Linked DNA regions of Mus musculus: all the other regions are linked to region 3. The links are chromatin contacts, called in public HiChIP or PLAC-seq maps. All regions are on one chromosome and are shown on one strand. The core of a region is the stretch at or near the end of the contact, and the rest is flanking DNA. Distances in the headings are between cores, read along the strand shown.

The links. HiChIP or PLAC-seq counts read pairs in DNA pulled down with a chosen protein or histone mark.
Region 1: an H3K27ac HiChIP or PLAC-seq map of embryonic stem cells shows a contact between it and region 3, with 17 read pairs. The contact joins the enhancer-like site here to the promoter of L1td1 in region 3. A contact is called at or near these places in 15 of 39 promoter capture datasets (the 3T3-L1 cell line, the C10 cell line, the HPC-7 cell line and 8 more), 1 of 15 datasets of contacts at CTCF or cohesin (embryonic stem cells), 11 of 484 Hi-C or Micro-C datasets (cerebellar granule neurons, embryonic fibroblasts, embryonic stem cells and 5 more), 23 of 115 datasets of contacts at active chromatin or transcription factors (a beta-TC-6 cell line, craniofacial prominence, differentiating embryonic stem cells and 9 more) and 2 of 9 other capture datasets (adipose tissue and pancreatic islet).
Region 2: a contact with region 3 is called in an H3K4me3 HiChIP or PLAC-seq map of embryonic stem cells, with 26 read pairs. The contact joins the enhancer-like site here to the promoter of L1td1 in region 3. A contact is called at or near these places in 8 of 115 datasets of contacts at active chromatin or transcription factors (embryonic stem cells, epiblast stem cells, neural tube and 1 more) and 3 of 9 other capture datasets (adipose tissue, embryonic stem cells and pancreatic islet).

What each region holds. Positions count from the first base shown.
Region 1 is chr4:98,863,423-98,867,800 of GRCm38.p6, reverse strand. No RefSeq gene overlaps it. Among named protein-coding and RNA genes, the nearest start is that of I0C0044D17Rik, 42 kb to the right of the region's middle. Within about 2 kb of position 2,165, at least 21 of the 459 cell types and tissues checked have an H3K27ac peak or open chromatin away from gene starts, as enhancers often do. A contact at or near this core is called in differentiating embryonic stem cells, embryonic stem cells and neural progenitor cells, where this site is marked.
Region 2 is chr4:98,948,270-98,952,785 of GRCm38.p6, reverse strand. All of the region lies in intron 43 of Dock7 (dedicator of cytokinesis 7), which reads left to right. Among named protein-coding and RNA genes, the nearest start is that of Usp1, 27 kb to the right of the region's middle. Within about 2 kb of position 3,250, at least 17 of the 459 cell types and tissues checked have an H3K27ac peak or open chromatin away from gene starts, as enhancers often do. A contact at or near this core is called in embryonic stem cells, where this site is marked.
Region 3 is chr4:98,723,820-98,728,231 of GRCm38.p6, reverse strand. L1td1 (LINE-1 type transposase domain containing 1) reads right to left here and starts at 1,478. Exons shown (of 5, transcript NM_001081202.1): 1 at 1,392-1,478; 2 at 762-837.

The DNA of each region.
Region 1 (4,378 bases), core at 916-3,415, 140 kb before region 3:
TTCCAGTCATGGGAAGAAAGGACACAGAAGGAGAGCAGATGAGAGGAAGAAAGCCAGCGTTCCATCTTGGTGCCTTCAGTCCTGTAAGCTTCATGCTCCATGGGTGTGGAGTCTGGAGCCAGAGGAGAGAATGGAGCTAATGGTAGAACTGGATGGTGTTTGCTCCTTGAGTCTTTGCCACACACCCCCCTTGTGATGAATGGAGGTAGAGAAGGTGCTCAGAGACCTTGCTCTTGGGCACATCTGCATTTAGAGGAACACTGAGAAAAGTGGCCTTCTTGACAAAGATTCACAAATGTGTCGCCATACCCACTCTAATAGCCACTGACATAGCAGTTACTGCAACAGGATTGCACCCTTTTGGTTTCTTGGTCATGTAAGACCCCCAACTCAATGTGTTTCTTAGACCCCTAGAAACAAAGCCCAGCATGGAGTTCTTTGTTCTTTCGCCTTCAGCCTGAGAGAATGATGACCATTGGGTGACCCTACCCAGGCACCTGATCCATGGTGTAAGGGAACAAGAATGTTTACCAAAGGCAGCCTGTAACCTTTCTGTGAAAGATGAGCTGTAATTCATCATCCCCATTTTTACAATGTTTACTCAACTTCCCCATTCTTTGTGGTCTTATCCTCCCCTCACTTTTCGGTTTATTCTTTAAAAACCTCAACTGCAGCTGCTGGGAGTCAATCTCCTCTGCCCCTGGTCGGGTTACAAGCTTGGCCTCAGCATGCTGATTCCCGAATAAACCTCACGCAATATTGCATCAAGTATGGTTTCTCTTGAGTTATTGGGGCTTCGGCTCATCCCGGGACTTGAGCGAGGGTCTCCCTGTAACGGGGGTCTTTCAGTCACCCCCAAACCACCAACCCAGAGTCAAATAGATAGGAGCTCATAGAAACATTCAAGCCTGTGCTCATCCAAGGTAGCTGGCCATGGAGCCAGTGTCCGACCGTCTGTTCTATAAACTACAGCTGCCTCCCCAGTAGTTATATAGTGCTTAGCGTGCAGAACTTCATGCAGCAGCCTGCTCCCTTTCATGACATACCCGGCAGCCACGACAAAACATTTCTTATAACTTTAAAGTAAATCCTTAATTAAATTAAGCAGGTAACCAAGTAAATAAGGTTTGTCACAGGATTACAGGCACAAGTGTGAGAGTCACCAATCTGTCGGTGGGTGAGGGTTGTTACTTCTTAAGATTCTGGGGCTCTCTCTGCTGAAAAAGGAAGAAAATTAGTCGCTGCTTCCTAGGGCTTTAATAAAAGTTCCTATCAAGAAGAGTCACAGGTGGCCAGGTGCACATGCAAAACTTCAATCCCAGCTCTTAGGAGGCAGAGGCAGCTGGGGATCACTGTGTTTAAGTCCAACCTGGACAACATGGTGAGTTCCAGGCCAGCCAGCCAGGGCTAAATAGTGAGACACTACATACACATACACATACACATACACATACACATACACATACACATACACATACACATACACATACACATACACATACACATACACATACACATACACACACACACACACACACACACACACACACACACACACACATACATATATATATATATGGTTTACACACATTACATAACACCTAACTTATTTTTATTACTGCAACTTCCTCACCCTGGGTCTTGGCTCTTGTATAAAAATCCGGTTTGGTTCAAATGCAAATTAACAAAAAGAGCGTGGAGCTCAGGAAACTGTGCGGAACAGACACACAGCTCAGCAAATAAAACCATCTGGGGCTCTGTTTGTCTCTGTTATTCTTCCTGGTCAGAAAACGCTTGTTTCATTGCAAGTCTTTTTTTTTTTTTTCTTCTCTAAGTTACTTACCATGATGGATCTCCCCACCCCAAACCCCATTTAGTACATGTCAGGAATTTCAGGGCTTTGCGAAGAAGGGACCTTTGAAAAGCTCCAACGAGACCTAGGCTGTGGCCCTGGAATTCCACTGTGGGGCAGGGCATTAGAAACAGGGCGAGGAAGCACAGGAGAGGTACAGCGCGTGCGCAGTATACCCTGGTCTCTCAATCGTGGGTTGGGTATGTAGCCAAACACCCCCCATGTTTCTGAAAATAAAATGAGGGTCTGGCTCTGGTATCCGTGGGAAATTGACCTAGTCCACTTGTATTTTATTTCCGTCAAAGGTGCATAATGTGTTGCAGATTTTTCTGCTCTTCTGCAGTCTATAAAGAAATAGGAAGAAAAGCCAGTCCTGAAAAGAGAAAGATGCTGCTGGCCCAGAGCCCAGAACCTTCCTTCTGGGTTCAGACTGAAATGCGAAGACAGCCTGGGTTGTAAATGAAGAGGAGGAGAGCTTTTTTTTTTTTTTTTTTTTTTTATTTATTTATTATTATATGTAAGTACACTGTAGCTGTCTTCAGACACTCCAGAAGGGGGAGTCAGATCTCATTACGGATGGTTGTGAGCCACCATGTGGTTGCTGGGATTTGAACTCTGGACCTTCGGAAGAACAGTCGGGTGCTCTTACCTGCTGAGCCATCTCACCAGCCCCTGAGCTTTTTTTTTTTTTTTTTTTTTTTTTTTTGAGTTTCAAGTTTGACAGTGTGGTCCTCCATGGCCCCCTCATCCTGTCAGACAACAGTCTAGTCATATGATAGTTGTAGGGGAAATGGCTCTCTAGTGTTTATTTGGTCCACTAATTTTAAAAAGTTCAAAATATTGAACGAAAAAAAATGTAAAAGGAAAGGAAAGGACATGACTGCTCCTAGGTATGGTGGAGGAGAAAGTCTATTATAGATAAAGAGGAGAGTAGATAAAAGGGAGGCAGGGACATCTGGGAGAGTCCAGAGTGGATATGACCAGACGGAGGTGGGCCATGTGGGAGCTGGGGGAAAGGAAGGGAGAGGGAAGACAGGGGAACCAGGTGCAGCATCCAGGAGGCAAAGGGTACACAAAGGGGTAGGCAACCAAAATGTCTGCTTTGTATGAGTCTCTAGGGGAAACGCAGCCCAGTCCCTGGGCTGGAGAGTTTAGGGTAGAGGGTGGTTGTTGGTTTGAGACCCTGGGACAAGGGACTGAGGTGCACATTTTACATGTCAAAGCAGGCTTGGCCACCAGATCCTTTCAGCATCCCTCAGTCCATACCTGGCAAACCCATTTTCCAGCCCAGGGGCTGAGCGGCCCTTCCTGTAGAGGCTCCTCCCTATATAATCCAGACGTTTTATTTTGCTCTCTCCTCCTCCTCCTCCTCCTCCTCCTCCTCCTCCTCCTCCTCCTCCTCCTCCTCCTCCTCCTCCTCCTCCTCCCCCCTCCCCCTCCCCTGCCCCTCCCCCTCCCCCCTCCCCTTCTCTTTGTACACTAGTGCCCGTGCCCTTTCTCTAACCCCCACCCCCACCTGACCTACCCATGGTGACTTCCCTGGCTTCCTTCCTTGGGGCCAGTGAACTCTACCACCTTTACTATAGTCTAACCTTGTTTGAATTGGCTCATTTCACCAACAAACAAATAACCTAACTGCAGGTAGGGACTGAGGAATGCTGGAAAACCTCAAGGCCAGATCTGCTTTGATAAGTTAAATAGACACCTCAGCCATTTGCCCTCGGTTTGAAACAACACAAATCAGTGAAGGACCAAGGTCACCTCTGACCTTGCCACCTCCAAGCTAACCTGAATTCTTTTTTCCAAGAAAGGAAGGCAGGAAGGAAGAGCAGTCAGGTGCTCTTACCCACTGAGCCATCTCACCAGCCCGGCAAAAGTCTTTCTAATATACCTTTAAACATATGTTGAGTATGAGTGAAGCTTTCCAAAAAAGGAACAGTTAATCTTTCTCTCTCTTCTTCCTTCCTGCCCCCCCCCCCCTTTCCATATCAGGTGGATTTGTGAGTTTCTGAAACCACTTCTTGATGTTTAAAGCAGTAAGTCTCAGGTCTAGGGAGAAATATGCGCAGCAGGGCACAGTGTAGGATACTTCTTCAGGACCCATCAGAAGACTTAAAGAGGAAGGTCGTTCACAGTTCTAATCAGTACAAAACAAATCTGCTGTTGCTTTTCATGGGTCTTATTGAGTTGTTGCCCCATAAGAAGATCTTAGTCACAGACCAACTATGGTGGTTTAAATATGCTTGCCCATGAAAGTAGCACTGTTAGGAGGTGTGGCCTTATAATTAGAGGAAGTGTGTCACTGTGTGGGTGGGCTTTGAGGTCCTATGTTCAAACTCCTCCTCCTGGCTGCCCATGGAAGACAGTCTCTTCCTGGCTGCCATTGGAACAAGATGTAGAACTCTCAGCTCCTCCAGAACTATGTCTGCCTACATGCTGCCATGCTTCCCGCCATGGTGATAATGACTTGAACCTCTGAAACTGTAAACCAGCCCCAATTAAATTTTTTCTCTGGCCAGGCAGTGG
Region 2 (4,516 bases), core at 2,001-4,500, 220 kb before region 3:
TAATACCTACAATATAATCTATTTCTGTGGCTTCGTTTAGATATATGCAGAGGCTGGCCACAGCCATCTCCAAGGGATAAGGCTCCTCGTGGGTATTCTAACATGGAGCAAAGTTAGCTGAAAACTGGATATAAAATTAAGAATATATTAAAACCTCTGAGCAGTTTTTGACTAGTCAGCTTGATGCTAAATCGACCCCTGGGCGACGCCCTCTCCACTGGTTTTGACACTAACACCATCCTCCCGTCATGTGCTGCATGGAGGTTGCATAGACCTTGCTTCCCTGTTTGCATCCTTGTCACTGCCTGTGCTGGGTCTTCAGCTTCATAGCGTCTGAACTTGGTGCACGTGTGGTTTTTGCTGTACTTGTTAAACTTAAGTGGATGCTTGCATTTTAAAAATGTGTTTGCTACCATTTGCTGCTTAAATGTTTTGAAATTCCCCTAATTAAAATGCTTTCTGTTTTCTCTCTCTTGCCCCTGGTTGCTGACCTACTCCCTACTTTTACTATTGTCTATTGTGGTAAGTTCCTATCTTGTGAATATTTTCCTGTTTAACTCTGACAGCTTCAGTGATTTCATTTTTTCTGAAAACTGTTTCTTAGCTAATTTCTTAGTATTCTCATAGAATGCTCATGGATTGATACCTAGTAAGGCGATTTCTATATAATATAAGGTTTCTTGAGTCTGCATTGTTCCTTGTTTTACATTCTGTTCTTGATTCAGTAGAAATTATTTGACTTGGCACAGCTTTTAGGAGACAGAGGGTGGGAGAGGAGAGAGAACTCCCGACCATGTTTAGCAGTTTGCCAAAGTGTTTACATGCCAGGTGACACTCTGTGAAACTCTCAAGAACTCATCACTGTTAACTACCATGTTTTGTTCCTAATATCTTAATTTTCATTTTTTCCAAAGCCCATTTATTATTCTCTAAATAATATGAAATAAATCATTTCCTATAACTCATTTAAAATATTTTTAAAAGAAAAAGTTAATTTCTGTGTGAAAATCTGATGACCATTTCACATCTTGTATACATCCATTTAGATGTATTCATTTGCCAAATAGTTATCAATCTGCTTGAAGAAATTCATCACCATAAGCTCATTTTTTCAAAACAATTCTTTTCAAATATTGATAACATAGTCACATAACATTTCTCTATTAAAAAAAAATACATCCTCTTCCTTTAAAGAGATTACCGTTCTCCATGTATCTTTTGGTATCCAGAACAGCTAGAGCGTAAAGTTAACTTTATAAAGATAAACTCTGATGCATCACTAAAGATATATTTATCCCCTATTCTTTGACCTAGAAGCATCTAAAATGATTGCCTTAAACTCATTACTAAATTGGATGAACATAAATGTGAGTTAATGCTTTGGCTTTGGTGTGCTCAGAAACACTGACTACAGTCTGGCTTCTGTACTAATGTTGAGGTAAATAGTATAATTCATTTAAGGAAATAAAACGAGTGCAGAATTAGAAACAACTGTAATTACAGTGGAGAGGAATGACCCTAAACAGGGAGTGTTTTGTTTCTGTTTTGTTTTGTTTCTTTTGTTTCAAGGATGGAGCATGGGATACTTTTAGGTTTCGGGGGGGGGGGGGATGTGTGATACAGGAAGAGAGAGAGAATGGGTAGAAAGCACTTGTGGGCCTTTAACTCTGGAACAAGACAATAGGTGTGCTGGCTGCAGGACCATTCAGAGGGAAGATCTGTGCATCCTCAGAAGTGCTTTGTAGAGTTGATGTCTTCCTGGTGGCAGACTGGAAGGTGGATCTAGTAGGACCTTGCTATACTGTTTTGGTTTGCCTCATCTGCTGGCTCTGTGGTTAGAAAACTGTAGGTGATACTGGATATGACATTTTTTCTGGGGATGGAGCTATATAATGACTAGAATTGAACTTCAGATTAGAAACTGGTTAGGCTGAATCTGAGATGAGGATGTCTGTTAAGCTACCACTTGATTTTTACATTGGCTTATGCAAGAAAGATCTGCAAAATACAGAAGTTATGGTAAAGGATGGCACTGCAATATAGAGATAAAGCAAACAGAGAAGGAGAAGTAATCCAACTCAGCAGGCATGGTGGCAGATGCTTTTAATCATAGGACTCAGGAGGCTGAGGCTGGAAGATCAAGGGTTCAAGGCCAGTCTTGGCTATATAGGGACTCCATGAAACCCTGCTTTAAAACTGGAACAAAACAAAAAAAATAAGTTAAAAATAAGTTGAATTACTTACAGAGCTTCACAGGAAATCTTAAGAAAAACACCAGAGAAGTGAAGACAACACAGAGGCCATTCTTGAGGCCTAGGTTTCTATTTGTGAGTGGACGGTGGGAAAGATGTAGCTGAAGTAAAGTTTTGATTTGGGTGTCACATAAAAATGCCAGAAATTGGGTTTTTTAAATTTTGTTTTATTTTGTTTTGTTTCATCTATAAGATGAGGATCAAAAAAGTGGTGTCAGTCACAGAATTCTGCCAAATATATTAACGTAATACATGTAGGCTGGGCATGCTGCTGCATGTCTGTAGGTTCAGCTATCTGTAGACTGAAGCAGGATGATTGGGAGTTCAAGGCCAGCAGCATAGGCTAAAAAACTAAAAAGAAAAGAAAGTTAATATAATACATATAAAGTGTTGCTAGCACAGCCAGTGCTCAGGCGTGTTGGAGATCGCTTGTGTTGCTGCTGTGTTTATACGATTGACATTACCATTACTCTCACGTGAAATCTGTTGGTTTTGTTGATGATGCTGATATAATGGGGATCAGACCCATAGACATGTCTAGACAAATACTGGAGTACTGAGCTATCCCTAGCTCCTGTTGAAATCAACATAAAATTTAAGCAAAAAGGTCATGTACAGTGGCACACCCTATAACCCCACCCATTCCAGAGGAGGGGGCAAAAGGATTACTAGTTCAAGGCCAATCTGGAAATTTTATCGAAGTCTTATCTCAACATAGAAAAGGAAAAGGAAAAAGAAATGAGGTGCCATCCATTGCTAGAGTGCTTGCCAGGGCATGGAAGGCACTGGATCAACCCCTCAAAGAAATCAGTTAATGAGTTGTTCCATTTAATATGTTCCCAAGTAGAAATCTCGGCCAGAAGAATCTGGCTGAAAGTGTTTAGAAAGAATAGGCCTAACGGAAGGAAAAGGAGATGAGCAATGTGTCCAATGCTGGCACGCCTGTGTGGAAGTCAGGCAGTGTAGGAAACAGCCAAGTGTCCTGGGGCAAGTGCTCCAGCCCAACAGGGCCCTTCCTTAGCAAAGAGAACAAAGCTAGACACATGTAAATGTGGCTGGTGTGGAATGTAGTTTGCTTTGCTGGTGCCTAGTCTCATCTTAACCTACAGAGCTAAGGAAAACATGAGTAAAACCACTTATGAAGAATAAGCTATATCTAGTGTGGGAGTGGTGTGAAATTCAGAATGAATTCTAAACAGTAAAGGAAATAATGCTAACTTACAGGAAAGTTATTCAAAACCAAAGCAGGTATCAAAACAAAAGAAAATGAAGTGGAAGGAATTGTTTTTGCTGCAAGTGAAGCTACATGATTGTGCTTTAAAAAGTGGGTACCGGCCTGTAGGTGAGCAGTGGAGAAATCTAAACCAAAACACCATTACTCAGACTATGAGCCGCTCTTGGTGTGTGCCCACCCTCTACAGCACACCCGTGTGCACACGCACCATCCAAGGACTCCTTGCCATTTTTCTGTTGCTCTTGTCTCCTGTGTTTCTATTGATTTTTCTCTGCTCCACCCACTCTGTTCTCCATTCTGTTCCTCAAATCCCTCAGGTCAGCTCTTGTCTCAGGGCCTCTGCACTGGCTCTCCATCTGGCTGGAGTATATTTCCCCAGAAATCAATGTAAATAGCTTTCTAGCTCTTTCCTCATCTGTCACTTGCTTGATGAGACCTCTCTCTGTTTCTCGCTGGTCAAGTCATATGTGATGTATACATATGCCTGATGTATCTTAGGTATTCCATCAATACTTGGATGGATGGTTGGATGATTTCCTTCACATATGTTCCCTTTTAGGATTGGAGCTAACTTTTTTTCCTCCTGTATCTACTGGAGAGGCCCCTCCTTTTTCCTCTGTCCACCTGCCCCCCCTTTTTAATGTTGAGCCCCGTGGATGGCTAGAACCCTAACTGTGATTTGGCTCCAACAAAATTAATCTTCTGTTCTTGATAGTACTCATTACAGTATGTACTAATTTAAATTGTAACATTTGATTTCATATTTTATTCTTTTGAGGAGGAAGTCTTATTTTTATTCTGTCAGTGAAGATATAGCTAAAATAACAATATCAATACAAAAAGTATGTTTAAAGAGGTAGTTAAGTTTTAGTCAGATTTAGGCAATGAGCCATAGGACCTTCCCAGTTAGGGCACATCACAAGATTGTGTGGGTTTTGGGATCATACGCATTATGGGGTGTCTCTGGAAAGACCAATAAAATTGAAGAAAGTTAGTATTATACCATGATTGAGAGTTGGAAAGTTTAGCT
Region 3 (4,412 bases), core at 229-2,728:
GACAATTGACAAGAGGAGCTAGGCAAAGGCCAAGGAAATGCAAATCCAAGAAGGCACTCCTCCTTCTCCCAGAGTCAGGAAGTCACGTCCTTCCCCCCACCCCCACCCCCCAGGCGTGAGTTGGTGGCGCACTGCTAAAATATCCGCTGTTTCCAAAGGTAGAGACGACGAGGAAGCACCCCGCCACTAAACTATTTAAAATGCAAATCAAGCTGCGGTGGAATGTGGTCTCAGCAGTTGGCTCAGTTATGCACCTTACCAGAAAGCTTAGGGATAAGCATCAGACTATATAGGATATTGGATGGGAAGAGAAAAAAAAGCTCACATACTTGTTCAACGTTTTGAGACAGGGTTTCACTAAAACAGTTCAAGAGAGCATTCAATGGTGCCTTTTTGCCTCAGACCTCAAAGGACCTATGTTTGTGCTTATTTTTTTATTTACCTGTCTACTTGAGTCGGGGTCTCTATATGGCCCTTGCTGTCCTGGACTTCAGTATGTAGTACAGGCTGGCATCGAACTCAAGTGATGCACCTACCTCGGTCTCCTAGCACTAGGTTCAAGGCCCGACTCATTTTATGCTTCAAACTCGGGGATTTAAACGATTCTAGGGGGGGGGGGGTCAACGCTCTCAAACATCCCGACACTAGGTTAAGAACCCTCCCTAAATTACACGCAACACCCACTCTCACTTCAATCCAAGACACTTGTCACATTCCAGAGGGACCTTCTCCGTGCCCTGCGAGCACACTCTGCAGCTTACCCAAATCTGCGCCTTCCCCAGGAAGGAACCAGCTCTCCTCAGGTCGGGATTGGTCTGTCCACGCGTTTCACAGCGCCTGGAATTAAGTGCGTAGCCCAGAAGTCAAGTTATGACTTACGTAGAAACCCACACGCCTATGACCAGTAAACGTTCTCAAATGTGCTTAAATAGTATCTGCAAGTTATCAACAAGGACACTGGGGTGGGCGTAAGGAGAAGGCGGCAAAAAGGGATCGAACACCCCGGATCCAAATTCAAGGTGGCAAAGAGAGGGCCCGAGGACGGTGGCTTCTGCCCTGTGTGTCAGGATTCAACAGACACCTTTAATGCCCGGTTTTCTAGCAAACTTTGTTAAGAAACTGATGGAAACTCCTTCCCAGTCAAAGACAGAGGAAAGCGTTTGAGGGTGGAGGCTGGGAAGGGGCTGAAAGCCGGGGTCCCCCAGGCTCTTAGCAGCCGCTCTAGCTCACCTCCGCCTTCGCGCAGCTGCCGCCCCGCTGTCTCATTGTCCCCCACTGTCACGGCACTCTCCGGGTGCAGGAGCAATTCTCACTGCCCACCCCAGGGCCGGCCAGGCAGAGCAGGGTGAGAAACACGGGGACATCTGGGGCTTAACCCTGAGCAGCCTTACCTGAGAGCCACGAGGTGCAGCCCTGAGGTCACACACGCTGACAAAAGCAGGGCTGGGCGTCTGACCGCAGGAGAGACTCGCTGGGTCTCATGCAGACTCCTCCCTTCCCTAGGCGAAGTTTGCAGGTTTCTAGGCCCAACCCCCTCGCCACCCGCTTCCTTAGCCCCCTCCCAAAACTCAGTGGGGGCCTGAGCCCGCAAGGCGTGGTGGCCCACGCCCAGAAGCCATACTCGCTAGGAGCCAGTTAGGGCGCAAATCAAAAAATGAAATAAAATAAAAATCGCCCAAACGCTGCTCTCTGGCCTCACGCTAGCCAGCACCCCTGTCCTGACTTCAGGGACAGAACCTCGGTGTCACGCCTTTCTTGAAGCCAGTTGATGATGTAGCCGACCTTCCGACACCTCTCAGAACCTTTCTCACTCTCCAGGGCCTTTGCACTAGCTTTCTCTATGTAACTTCTTTTCCCAGGTCTTGTTTTGAGAAAAATCTTCTCAACTTGTAATTCTACATGTAGCTAACTCCAAACTCCTTATCTTTTGGCCTCCACCTCCCTAGATAGTGGAGTGAGCCGAGTTGGGGGGGGGGGGCGGGCTCGAGGAGGGGCGAGGGGATTGTGCTAGGGACAAACCTTGTGTTTGCAAGGTTTTCCAACTGAATTGCACCACCAATCCGTACTTTCGCACTTCTTTCAAAGCTGACTTTGTTCCATCCCTAGGTCTCAGGTCAAAGATTAACTCCTCCGGGGATGGTGGCAGCACCTATAGACCTCCAGCTACCCTGAAGGCAGGAGTACCCCTTTGTGCATAGCAACTGGGGTTCCTTTGGGCATTGTAGTGAGACTTCTCTTTAAAAACAAAACCAAAGATCTTTAAGTGGCCTCATTTAAAGTTCGTGTAAGTGAACTATCTTTCTTTCTTTCTTTCTTTCTTTCTTTCTTTCTTTCTTTCTTTCTTTCTTTCTTTCTTTCTTTCTTTCTTTCTTTCTTTCAAGTACACCATAGCTGTGTTCAGACACACACCAGAAGAGGGCATCTGATCTCATTACAGATTTTTGTGAGCCACCATGTGGTTGCTGGGATTTGAACTTAGAAACTCTGGAAGAGCAGGCAGTGCTCTTAACCGCTGAGTCATCTCTCCAGCCCATAAGTGAACTTTTAACTGTCCTAAAGAAGACACACTGTCTCCAACCACAAAGCTCTTTGATAGTCCTCTGTCCTCCTTACCCCCACCTAGTGGAGATAATGCCTTGCTACTCAGCCCAAGCTCTCCTTACACTTCCTGTGTAGCTGAGATTGACCTCAGACTCCAGGCCGTTTTAGCCAACCACGAGCTGGGATTGAGGCTGCACCCTAGGCTTTGTTTCATTCACCCGGTTCCTAATTCCCAATGATCAGGAGCCAAATGTGTTCAATTGCTGCATTCCCTTTTCATGTCTTCCCATTCCCCACTTCCTCCTGGAACGTAATTCCAAACGGGCAGGACTTTCTTTCTCACTCACAGCTTCCTTCACTTCACGGGTACCCAGGATTATGACTGGCATGTGCTACAGCCTCTTGTCAAATGAAGAAATAAGGGAGTCTACCCCTCCTGCTACGGCAGACCAGATGGTCCTGCTAAATGTGTGCCATGTTTTCTGCAGGATTAAGAAGGTTGGTGCTAGCCAGACAGTGGTGTTGCACGCCTTTAATCCCAGCACTTGGGAGGCAGAGGCAGGTGGATTTCTGAGTTCGAGGCCAGCCTGGTCTACAGAGTGAGTTCCAGGACAGCCAGAGAAACCCTACACAGAGAAACCCTGTCTTCAAAACAAAACAAAACAAACAAACAAAAAAAGAAGGTTGGTGCTGAGGCCTGGTGGGATGGCTCAACAGGCAAGAGCACTGACTGCTCTTCCAAAGGTCCTGAGTTTAAATCCCAGCAACTACATGGTGGCTCACTACTCCCTGTAATGAGATCTGATGCCCTCTTCTGGTGCATCTGAAGACAGCTACAGTGTACTTATGTGTACTTATGTATAATAATAAATAAATTTGGGGCTGGAGAGATGGGTCCGAGGGTAAGAACACTGACTGTTCTTCCAGAGGTCCTGAGTTCAATTCCCAGCAACTACAATGGTGGCTCACAACCATCTGTAATGGGATCTGATACCTTCTTCTGGTGTGTCTGAAGACAGCAACAGTATACTCACACATACATGAAATAAATAAATAAATCTTTAAATAAATAAATAAATAAGTCTTTTTTAAAAAAAAGGTTGGTGCTGAAGAGATGGCTCAGGGGTTCACAGCACTTGTTGCTCTTGCTAAGGACTTGGGTTCAATTCCTAGCACCTACATGGTGGTTTACAATCATTCGAAACTCCAGTTTCAGAAGATCTGATGTCCTCGTATAACCTCTGAGAGCACCAACCATACCTGTGGTGCACACACATATGTGCAGGTAAATACATATTTAATTAATTAACTAGTTAGTTAATTAATTAATAGAAGAGTGGGTTGCTGGGCACGGTGGCACACATCTTTAGTCACATCACCTGAGAAGAATAGGCAGGTGGATCTCTATGGGCTCCAGGCCCTTCTGCTATGCACTGTTGAGTTCCAGGACCATCTGAACCATCTGAGCCTGTCTTAAAAATGAAGGATCTGCCAGGCATTTGTCTTGAGTTAGAAACTTTGGGGTTCTGTCTGTCTGGGCCTCATAGCTATTTCATGGATAGCAAAACCTCCTAAGTTCGTGTAAGTGAAGTTTCCCTTTTAAATATTTTACTTCCTCTTTGACATTATTATCTTTTTTTAATATTTTTTATTAGATATTTTCCTCATTTACATTTCCAATGCTATCCCAAAAGTCCCCCATACCCTCTCTCCCACTCCCCTACCCACCCACTCCCAATTTTTGGCCCTGGCTTTCCCCTGTACTGGGGCATATAAAATTTGCAAGTCCAATGGGCCTCTCTTTCCAGTGATGGCTGACTAGGCCATCTTTTGATACATATGCAGCTAGAGTCAAGAGCTCCAGGGTACTG